Regions from separate parts of the Triticum aestivum genome. Here regions 1 and 3 are each linked to region 2. A link is a contact called in public Hi-C data. All regions are on one chromosome and are shown on one strand. The core of a region is the stretch at or near the end of the contact, and the rest is flanking DNA. Distances in the headings are between cores, read along the strand shown.

What was found. A called contact is a pair of places that touch in the nucleus more often than the background predicts.
Region 1: a contact with region 2 is called in a Hi-C map of leaf, with 2.8 times the contacts expected there. The contact joins the enhancer-like site here to the promoter of LOC123137025 in region 2. A contact is called at or near these places in 2 of 5 Hi-C or Micro-C datasets (both in leaf).
Region 3: a contact with region 2 is called in a Hi-C map of leaf, with 5 times the contacts expected there. The contact joins the promoter of LOC123137022 here to the promoter of LOC123137025 in region 2. A contact is called at or near these places in 1 of 5 Hi-C or Micro-C datasets (leaf) and 1 of 1 datasets of contacts at active chromatin or transcription factors (leaf).

The regions. Positions count from the first base shown.
Region 1 is chr6B:304,490,768-304,494,426 of IWGSC CS RefSeq v2.1, reverse strand. No RefSeq gene overlaps it. Among protein-coding and RNA genes, the nearest start is that of LOC123137021, 46 kb to the right of the region's middle. Within about 2 kb of position 1,671, at least 4 of the 8 cell types and tissues checked have an H3K27ac peak or open chromatin away from gene starts, as enhancers often do. A contact at or near this core is called in leaf, where this site is marked.
Region 2 is chr6B:304,952,797-304,955,954 of IWGSC CS RefSeq v2.1, reverse strand. LOC123137025 (cysteine synthase) reads left to right here and starts at 1,564. Exons shown (of 7, transcript XM_044556559.1): 1 at 1,564-1,783; 2 at 1,872-1,999; 3 at 2,111-2,313; 4 at 2,380-2,508; 5 at 2,795-2,953; 6 at 3,081-3,158. The coding sequence starts at 1,703.
Region 3 is chr6B:304,615,086-304,618,272 of IWGSC CS RefSeq v2.1, reverse strand. LOC123137022 reads left to right here and starts at 1,808. Exons shown (of 1, transcript XM_044556558.1): 1 at 1,808-2,871. The coding sequence starts at 1,916. The coding sequence ends at 2,479.

The sequences.
Region 1 (3,659 bases), core at 422-2,921, 460 kb after region 2:
TTAAATTTTCGTCTAACAGAAGAATTATTACAAAAAATAAAAATAAAAGAATAACTTATTAGTATGTTTTTGTATATTTAGAATAGCAAACCATCCTGCGCATACCTACTAAAATCAGTCCATCGAAACAAATTAAAATAAATATGAAATGTGAATAACTAGTCATGAGTGTCCTTTCACTAAACAATAAAATCTATCTTACCTAGAACACATTTTGAAAAACTTCTATTTCCATAAGTGATCATTTGTTCTTAGTTTCTGACATCTAAGTAAATAATTTTCATCCATATGGACTGGGTAAAATGAGACAAGCAGAAGTTATTAGTACAACAAAATGACGGATTTTATACACAAATATAAATGAATTTCCTTTCTTTCTTTGCCAAAATATAAAACCATGTGCATCTTATTAGTAGCAAATACTACTATTTTTTAAACTCATAAAAGATGTTCAAACTATTCCAAAAAAATGTTTGATGATTCAAAAAATTCTTTCAAAAGATGTTTGCGAAGTGAAAGATTGTTCATAAATTTGAAAAATGGTCGAGGATCTTAAAAGTATTCACAAAATCAAAAATTGTTTGTGAATTTTTAAAATATTCATGAGTTCAAAAAGTTTTTTTGAAAAATGTTTGCGAATTCAAAAACAGTATGTGAATTTTCAAAATTGTTCTTGGGTTTAAAAATGTTCACTAATTCAAAGACGCTGGAGAAAGACACGACCAAAGCCTGTACATTAGCTGGCCCATACTGTGTGCGCTTTTCCATGTTATTCACCACGGTACGCGGGAAATAGGAACTGCCACCCATTCTGCCCTGCATGGCTCCGAACTTTAGATTTAAATTTTGTAATTTTGCGGTGAAAATAGCTGCTGTTTTGCCTTAGAAATGAGTCCCACACACACATTTGTATGTCCAATACAACAAAATTTGCTCTCAAACCCAAAATTATTTTGTAAATTTTTTAATTTATCTGTAGAATATCTACGGACTCCCACACGCACATGTTTATGATCTTGATATTTGATGGACCTGATTCTGGGAAGGGTTATCCCCGGGGACCCATTCATTTGCTTCTAGAAATCTTTCTTGGGCATCGGTGTGACTTGTGACAGAGCGCCACATCGAACGCCCAAATATCACAAAACCTGCAACAAATCTTTCTTGGGCATCGCTATGACTTGTGACAGAGCGCACGAGCAACTAACAGTGTCACCGGAACAAGACGCTCCAGCGCGGCCACGCCGCACGGGGGACGGGGCCGTACAAAAGATCAGTACGACCCACCGGGCTAGCCTAGCCTAGCCTTGCCGGAGAAGTTTACACAACTGTAAGGCCACCTCATATGACAACATTACCGAAAAATGTGTGTGCAACCTTGAACAGTCGTTCCATGGAAGGATGTCGACCGTTGCGAGGACAACGTTACCCATAAATGTGTCTGTACGCTTGAACAGGTGCAAGTCTTTGCATGGAAGAATATCGATCGACCGGGTGATCTCGTCTGAGAGCATACCAACACCAGCATTCCTTGCTTAATTGTGCACCCCCGTACCCGTGAATGTGTTGGCCAGTTCTCGTCAAGTGGATCGGTAATGGCGTCCAGAAGGAGGGGAGGCGTGATTGTGGACCTAGGCGGCTCTACCTACAGGTTGTAACAGGACAGGTATTCGTTGCGCTTGCAGTATTGTATGCCAAGGCACGGGTCAAGCTTTTTCACGATACGCCGCATTCAGAGGGTGCTTGGATACGTTTTAGTCTCATGACTAAAAGTAGTGGGACTAAAACTTGTTAGCCTCATCCATGCTTGGATTAAATACTAAAGAGACTAAAATCAAGTTAATGAACATTTATTATCCTTCGAACCCTTCAATCCAGAACTCGTCTATGTTAAAAAAGAGAAGTTAAATAAGGAGAGAGAGGACTAATCCACATTTTAGTAGGAGTACCCCTAACTAAAATTTTTTAGTCTCAAGACTAGTTTTAGCCCCATTTTAGTCAGGGGTATTTGAAACTTTAACCTCTTAAAAAGATTATTTTTAATCAGACTAAAATAAGTCTCTTGGATTCAAACACCTTCTCAGAGACAATTCGTGTTGTCACATGTCATGGAAAAACGGGACCAAAAACAAAAATCACACGGTCGCATGTGCGTGCCAAGGCAGTGACAGTCACAGTCTTGGCGCACCTTCCTAGTACGTTAGCTGAGATGCTCTCGCGCGCGAGGGAACATGGACGTAATTAACACTGATGTGATGTGATTTGCCAAGATGGTCCATTGCACCCAACCGGAACGGGGTAACCACCACAAGCCCATTAATTCGCCCTAAGTGTTACGCACCTTGCTCTTGCAAAATATATTGTCCGCTAATCTTCTTCGTTTAATCAAGCATCTCACACACAGGACCCTATATAAGGAACGAACAACAAACATGTCTCAAAAATTTACAAACAAGACCCTGAACAGGAAAAAAATAGCGATCACCTCCAAAGTTGCATCCCCGTGGCTCCAACCTCGCCGGCATCGGTAATAAGACCAGTTGGTCTGCCGAAACTTTTACATCAGGTCATCGTAGACACCACCTTGAAACATCAATGCATCCCAAATGACATCATGGCTAGGACGAATGAAATTCGCCGCCCTTCGTCCCGAGGATGCGACGGATCGTCAGAGACAGCTGGTCAGCCGACATGGGCTCCGTGGCTCCTTCAAATCCATTGACGATGATGTGTATGATCCCCATCGTATGCCTCCAATAGCAGTGGCAGAGCCAGGAATTAAATATCAGGGGGGCCAAATGACACAAACTTTTCATCTCAGGGGACAAACTGCGGTAATGCATGTATTGTTTTCTAAATTTGGCACTGTTCATCTCTAAATTAGGATCAAATCAATGATGTTAGGGGGGCAATGCCCCTGCTGGTGTCTCCGCCACTGTATAATAGGACGCTAGGGGCTCATCCCCAAATTCAGGGATGACTCCGCCTGTGCCGGAAGCTTGGGTCTGGTGAGGTCAAGCACCAAGAGGCCAGGTCAAGGTGAACCTTCCAACACCTCTCCTTGCCGGCACCGCGACTGCAGAAGAAAAGGGCAACAACCACACCACCTGGCGCAACCCAGTGCTTATTGAGGCAGGAAGTGCCGTATCTACCGCCATCGGTCCACCTCCACCATCAAGGAGAGGCCGAGGACGACGCCAACAAGCATCGGGCGATGCATGCAAGCACCGGAGCCTTGCAATGTAACGACATAACATCAGTTGCCCCATGGGCAAGTCTACACCTATAACTACCCTGTAAAGAGGCCCGACCTCCTCACTCACTCCGGAAGGTGAAGTCGCTGGTGGAGGAGGGGAGAGTAGTCACTGGTTTGAATGAAGCATGACGTGTGGCAAATGGCATAAGATATCTAAAAAATTATTTTTTGTTGGAACTATTGAAGATTTATTGCATTATTATTTCAAATAATTCCTAGAAAAAATCCCAGAGGTTTGTATGGCTGTGACGCCCGGATAATTAGGCTACAATAATCCCGCGTTAACGATGCCACGTCACCTCGATTACTGTTGATAAACTCGAGTTAGTTCAAAAACGATTCAAATTAAAATTTAAAATATAGGCAAACAATAAAAGTTTTCAAATATTAAAATTTAAATGTT
Region 2 (3,158 bases), core at 315-2,814:
GCCATGAACAAAACAACTGCGAGTTGTTTTATAGCACACACCTTAACTAATTATCTTTTAAGAGAGCAGGGAAGCTTGCCAAATCTGTGTTGATTACCCCAGCATCTTCAGTTCATGAATACGTAACCAGTCGTCTCAACTTGCAGCGAAGTCACAGACCAAGAGTCTAACAACGGCTACATTTGGCACTTTGTGACCTGCTAAATTGCGAAATAATCCATCACTGCCTTGAGTATTTAATAACATATATATACAGCAGGATGGTCGATGGTTCAGCTCAGATTAAAATTACGGAAATACTAACGCCCTCTGGCAACTCGCCTACATGCATGGATCCTCGTCCAACCATTTCTGCACGAATCCTGGTGCGTTCTAGCAGGTTTTTTATGCCAGGTAGGACTGGGCTGGTGTGTGGGCATTCATCCGGTCACCCACATGCCCGTTTCACCATGCGGAGCGGCTGAGGTGTGGGCGTTTAGCAGTTCGCCCACAAGCCAGTTTTCACGCATGCAAAAGGGCTGGTGTGTGGGCGTTTATCAGTTCGCCCACACGCCCGTCTCTTCTCCCACACCCAAAGCTGTCAGTTGCCATGTGTGTTGCAGCGTGTATGGCAACTGTCCTAGCGTGCTTGTAAGCAGATGACAACTCTCACTTTTTACTTCGAGTTGCCATGTGTTCTGCAGGGTACATGGCAACTGCCCTAGTTGCTTGTAAGCAGATGGCAACTCCCTCTTTACCCGAACATGTTTTTTTACATGCCTTTTTTATAGTACTACATGGCAACTGCCTAGTGCTAGTAGGTGGCAACCCCTAAAGTTTTTCAAATCATAGCAACTGTAGTAGACCAGACAATACATGGCAACAACTGCAATTGTCCAAAAATGGCATCCAGCACTTGACCTGAGATGGCAACTGCAGTTGAGCAACCATGACAACTGTAGTTGTCAGACATGGCAACTATAGCTCAGCAACATGACAACTGCAGTTAAACGAACATGGAAGAGGGTCCGGACCATGGCAACTGCGAGGACGCATGATGACTGTTACGTGAAGCATGCGGGACCATGAGTACGGGCGTGTGGGCCTTTTCGATTTTGCCCACACGGAAGCGTGTGGGAGGGACCGCGAGACAAAAAAAGAGGCGTGTGGGCATTACTTGTTTTGCCCACACGTAGACGTGTGGGCTGATTCTCTTAGACACCATAAAAAACGTGTGGCCAGATCCCTTAACGCTCACACGTGTGGGCGTTATCGGTGTTCTAAAATTATTTGCTTACCCTCTGCATAATGGTTGATTGTCTTGTTCTATAAGCAGGGAAACTTGGGGTCCAAGTTCCAGGCTTCCAACCCATAGGAGGTTTCTTGGCATGCAGGGAAACTTGTGTTCCAAGTTCTAGGCTTCCAACCAATCGGTGGTTTCTGAATTTGATATCTGATTGGTATGCTGCACACTGATGTAGTGTCATATGTCAACAGACTTCAATTAAAAAAAATCTGGATGGAAGTTTCAGGGAAACTTCCCTGAAACCTCCAAATTTAGTATTAATTTATCCATGTAGTATACCATCAGAATGGGACTTCTCAGCTATATAACATCATTGAACGCTGGAGTACCTCATACTTCTGTTCATCCATTTGTCCAAGACATTCGAGCTTGTTAAGTTCTAGTAGTTTTATTTGTTGCAGAGTTAGTACCAGAGAAATGGAGCCACAGGAAGGAAGGAAAGGGATACCATCTCTGCTGTCCTCGCAGGGGGAGTGCATTGCCACCAACATCACACAGGTGCCTACTTTCTCTGTATATAGTCATTATTCCTTCACTGTACAAAGCTTGTTATCTTTAATCTGCAAGTAAATTCTATGCCTTCCAGCTCATTGGTTGGACACCACTGATAGAACTGAGAAACATCACTGAGAAAGACAGCATAGGTGCTCGGCTGATTGGGAAGATTGAGCCGTACCAGCCCCTTTCCTCTGTGAAGGATCGGAGTGCTCTCAGGTGGCTGCTCTTTTTTACTTTCCTTCCCAGGAAGAAATTCTTCACCTCAAATCTACCATACGTAACGTCATGAGTCTCGACAGCAATATGAATGGATGAACAAATTTGCAGATTGATTGAAGATGCAGAGGAGAAAGGCTTGATCACACCTGGCATCACAACACTGCTGGGGGTCACAAGTGGTAATCTTGGCATCGGCGTGGCGTTCATTGCTGCTCAGAAAGGATACAAGTTCATCGCCCTCATGCCTGCTAAACTCTCGCTTGATAAGCAGATACTGATGCGATACCTTGGCGTAGAAGTGGTATTAGTTGGTAAGGAGCTGAGGTACCATGCCCCTCATATCACGTGCCAGATGGTAACATGCTTGTCTCCTGCAGATGCTGTACAGCATGGATTCAAAGCTTTACTTGATAGGGTAGAACAGATGAAGAAGGATGTGGAAGATGTGTATGTTCTAGATCAATTCACCAATCCTGCAAATCCCGATGCCCACTTCAGATGGACTGGTAAGTGGTAACACAATATATTTGAACTAAATTGGATGCAGTAGCAGTAGCGTTTGAGTAACTTTAGATTGTTTGACTATAAGGAAAACTCAGTCGAAGACTACGGACTGACTAACTTATAAGATGTTGAAATAAATTGATGGATGATATGCAATAAATGTTGCTATGTGGTGTTGGCCTCTGCAGGATCACACTTCCATGCAACATTTCTACTCTTTATTTTTATTTAAGATTCCTGGCTAAAAACTGAACCTCAGCACTAATGCATCGAACTAAATGTCCTTAGGACCTGAGATATGGAAAGATACAGCAGGCAAAGTGGACATATTTATAGCTGCTTCAGGTTCAGGAGGCACCATCACAGGCGTGGGGAGGTATCTCAAGACGAAGAACCCATCTGTAAAATTAATATGCGTTGAACCAGCTGAAAGTCCAGTGATTTCAGGCAAGAAACTACTACTATGATAAATATATTGAATAAATGATATTCCTACTATACATGTTTGGTTATAAACCTGGCTACCTTTCTTTGCTTGTAAATAAGTAAGATCTTCCCTGCCTATGATCTGTAGGTGGCGAGCCAGCCTTCCACAACATCCTAGGAATAGGGCCTGGTTTTGTCCCAGAAATATTGGATAGATCCCAGATAG
Region 3 (3,187 bases), core at 559-3,058, 340 kb after region 2:
CCAACTGCTTTGGCCTCAAGTTCCCCAAATAACTTAGCTAAACGTGAGTGATCAGTTGGGTCATAAGCCACTAACATTTCCCACCGAAGAAGCATGACCCGATGCTTAATAACTGCACTAAGGGGGGAAATACTGGCATCCGAGGAGACAATCTCACAGCACAGTCTTTCTTAAACCCCAACAACATACCCCCCAGAATGGCCATGAGCAAACACCCAGCTTCAAGAAAATCGCTCGAGAGGATCGATTGATAGCAGATTGCGAGCGCGGAAATCAGATTTAATCGTCCCCTGTAGTGCCACTACATCTAGGCCAATCCGTTGAATGTACTAAGGGTACGCCTGCCAACATGTCTGAAACCCCACATATTACAGAAGAGATAGCGCATCAAATAATTCTATTGCGTAAGTGAGCTCCATGGAAGCTCACTGATGTCGCCACACGCCTAACCTTGCGAGCGGTCGGGCGAGGAGGTGTTTGTGGCCCCTGCCACGGTCCCCCTTCCCCCAGAGGGCACCATGGTGGCATGAACAGTGACCCCAACCACTGGTTGCAAGGTGAGAGCGGCCAGCTGCCTTAGCAATGGCTGAGAGCGAAGAAGGGATAGAAAAAATAAAAATCAGAGTGATTAGCACCCCCACTCCTCGCCCGGGATCAACAACGTTTAGGCTTGTTTGGTTGCTAGGGGAGATGGTCCCGGGGAAGAGAGGCCCTCGTCGAAATATTCTTGACAAAATTAAAACCACGTGAAAGATTCGCATGACCATTCGGGGGGCTGCTGCACGCCTCACCTATGGGAAGCCATGGAACAGTATCGACCTACTAGAAGCCATGAAGCAGCAACGCAACGGGCGCCGTCTCCCCAGCCGGAGGGGTGGAGCATGGAGGTGAAGGGATGGGGGGTGAGCCGTTTCCAGTTGCTGGAGAAGGGCGGAGCATTCGACGGAGGAGGGCGGAGCGCTCGATCTTGCCGCCGCCGCCTCTCATTCGCGAGGCCGAGCGACAAGGGTTTCCTCCCCGATCTCATCAGGCGTGGAAGTCTCGCCCAGGGATAGGCCGTGGAAAGGGCAGGGCTGCCCCGGTCTTGTGGGCCCCCAAATGCGTTGGCGCATTGCCCGGGATAAAATTATCCGTGGTTTCTCGGCCTGGGGAAGGCCAGGGGAAGAGGCAGGGATCCCGTGGGATCATGTGAAACCAAATGAGACCTTAGGATTTAGGGACCGTAAAACCCTCGAGTGTGAGAGGCGGTCAGATTTTAAGCACTCACCAAATCATATTGTTGAAGCAGGTTTGGCATATTTTAGATGAAAACAACGTCCGCGAAACCTTTTGCCTTTCTGTGCTATTGAAAGCAGAAGTCACCGCAAAAGTTGCATTTGCCTGCCATCCTGCTGGTTCGATTAAAAAGCACGGGCACGTCTGCAGAAACCCCTACACTCCCACGGTTGTTTTCCGCCCTATGACCTGTGCACACGCAGACAAATCAAAAACCTCACGCTTCTCTTGGGCTGCCCAATGATTTGTGCGCACACACGCAAAGCAAAAAAATCTCATCCTGGCGTGGTGCGTTAGGCCAAAAGAACATCAAGAAAACGAATGAACCGAGCTCACACTAGCAGCAGCAGCAATACCGCCGTCCCTGTCCCTAGGAAACTGAGAGAGAAAGCTATCAACCCGACCCTGGGCTAGGAACCGGTCTGCTACAATCCAAACCATATACACTGTAGGTAGCAGCGTGCACCGTTCCGTGCAACATGTTTGGCGGAGCTGATCGACACACACCCCCAGCCACTTTTATAAAAAGGCTCCATCTGCCTGCTTGGCGCCACCAGCCAGCCATAAGTTCCTCACGCCAGAGCTCCGCGGACAAGAGAGTGACCACACCCGCGCGAACACGTAGGCAGAGCGGGACAAGATGCCAATGGAGAGGTCGGTGTCGCTGGCTGAGAGGAGCACCGCCGCCGCCGCGCCGGCCAACGACCTCCGGTGCCACAGCGCCTCCTACGCCGTCTCCTACGCGCCCACCAAGGTGCAGCGCGACAGGAGCACCACCTCCCTGTCCCGCCCCGTGGCGGCGACCGCCGTGCAGCGGAGCGGCAGCACGAGGACCGTCTCCGGCGCCGGCGCCGGCCCCACCCCGGGGCTGAACCTCCGGTGCTACAGCGCCTCCTACAAGCCTTTCTCCGACGGCACCGCCCAGGCCAAGGGGCCCAACGCCGCCACCACCACCGCAGCCACCTGGTCCTCCGCCGGCCGCCGCTCCCTCAACCTGAGGAGCTACACCCCCTCCTTCTCCGCATTGGTCGACAACGAGGCCCCGGCCCCGGCCAAGACGGACGAGGCGGAGGCGGAGCTGCAGAGGAAGAAGCGGCTGGTGGCCTACAAGGTGTACGACGTGGAGGGCAAGGTGAAGGGGTCGGTGCGGCGCAGCGTCAAGTGGATCAAGGTCAAGTGCTCCCGCGCCGTCTACGGCTGGTGATGAGCCGGCGAGCCATCCATCCAGGTTGCTCTGCCTCCGTCTGCTCCCGGTACGAGTTGTGCAGCTGAGCTAGTACAGTAGTACGTAGTATGAGCGCGCGCGTCTTGATCTTCTTTGCCCTTCTGCTTCCTCCTTTTCCTTTCATCTTCTTGTAGTAGGATTTTTGACAATATTTGATGTGGCATACATATGTACGCTAGTGTGAGCGGCGCTTCTGCTCGTGCTGTCCTTGTTGGCCACCGACAGAAGCTCTCTGTGTTGTCCTTGTACATAAGGATCCTTTCCTCCCCTTGTATCATGGTCTATCTGCTTATGTAATATAGACACTATGTAGAATAAGATTGTGTCAGATGTAAATTACATACATACATACTGTTACTACTACTAGACTACATACTGGCCATGTTTCTTGTGATTACTACTCAACTGACTCCACCGATGTTTACTAAGGCTACGCTGCACTCTACTCCCCTCCTGATTTTTCTTGTTTGAGCCGAAAACCGTAAAACAATTGTTATATAAACATAAATATTTATAGAATAATCAAGGCTGAAGCCAGCTACCTATCCGCTCCTGATAGAACCGTGTCATGTTCTTGAGATGAAACACCAAAGAGGAAGCTCGCTAGTAGAGTTGGTTAGCTGAAATGCTAGTACAAGTGTTGCGAAAAAAAAAGGCAGGCCGTGCCCACTGAATTCCGGATTCTCT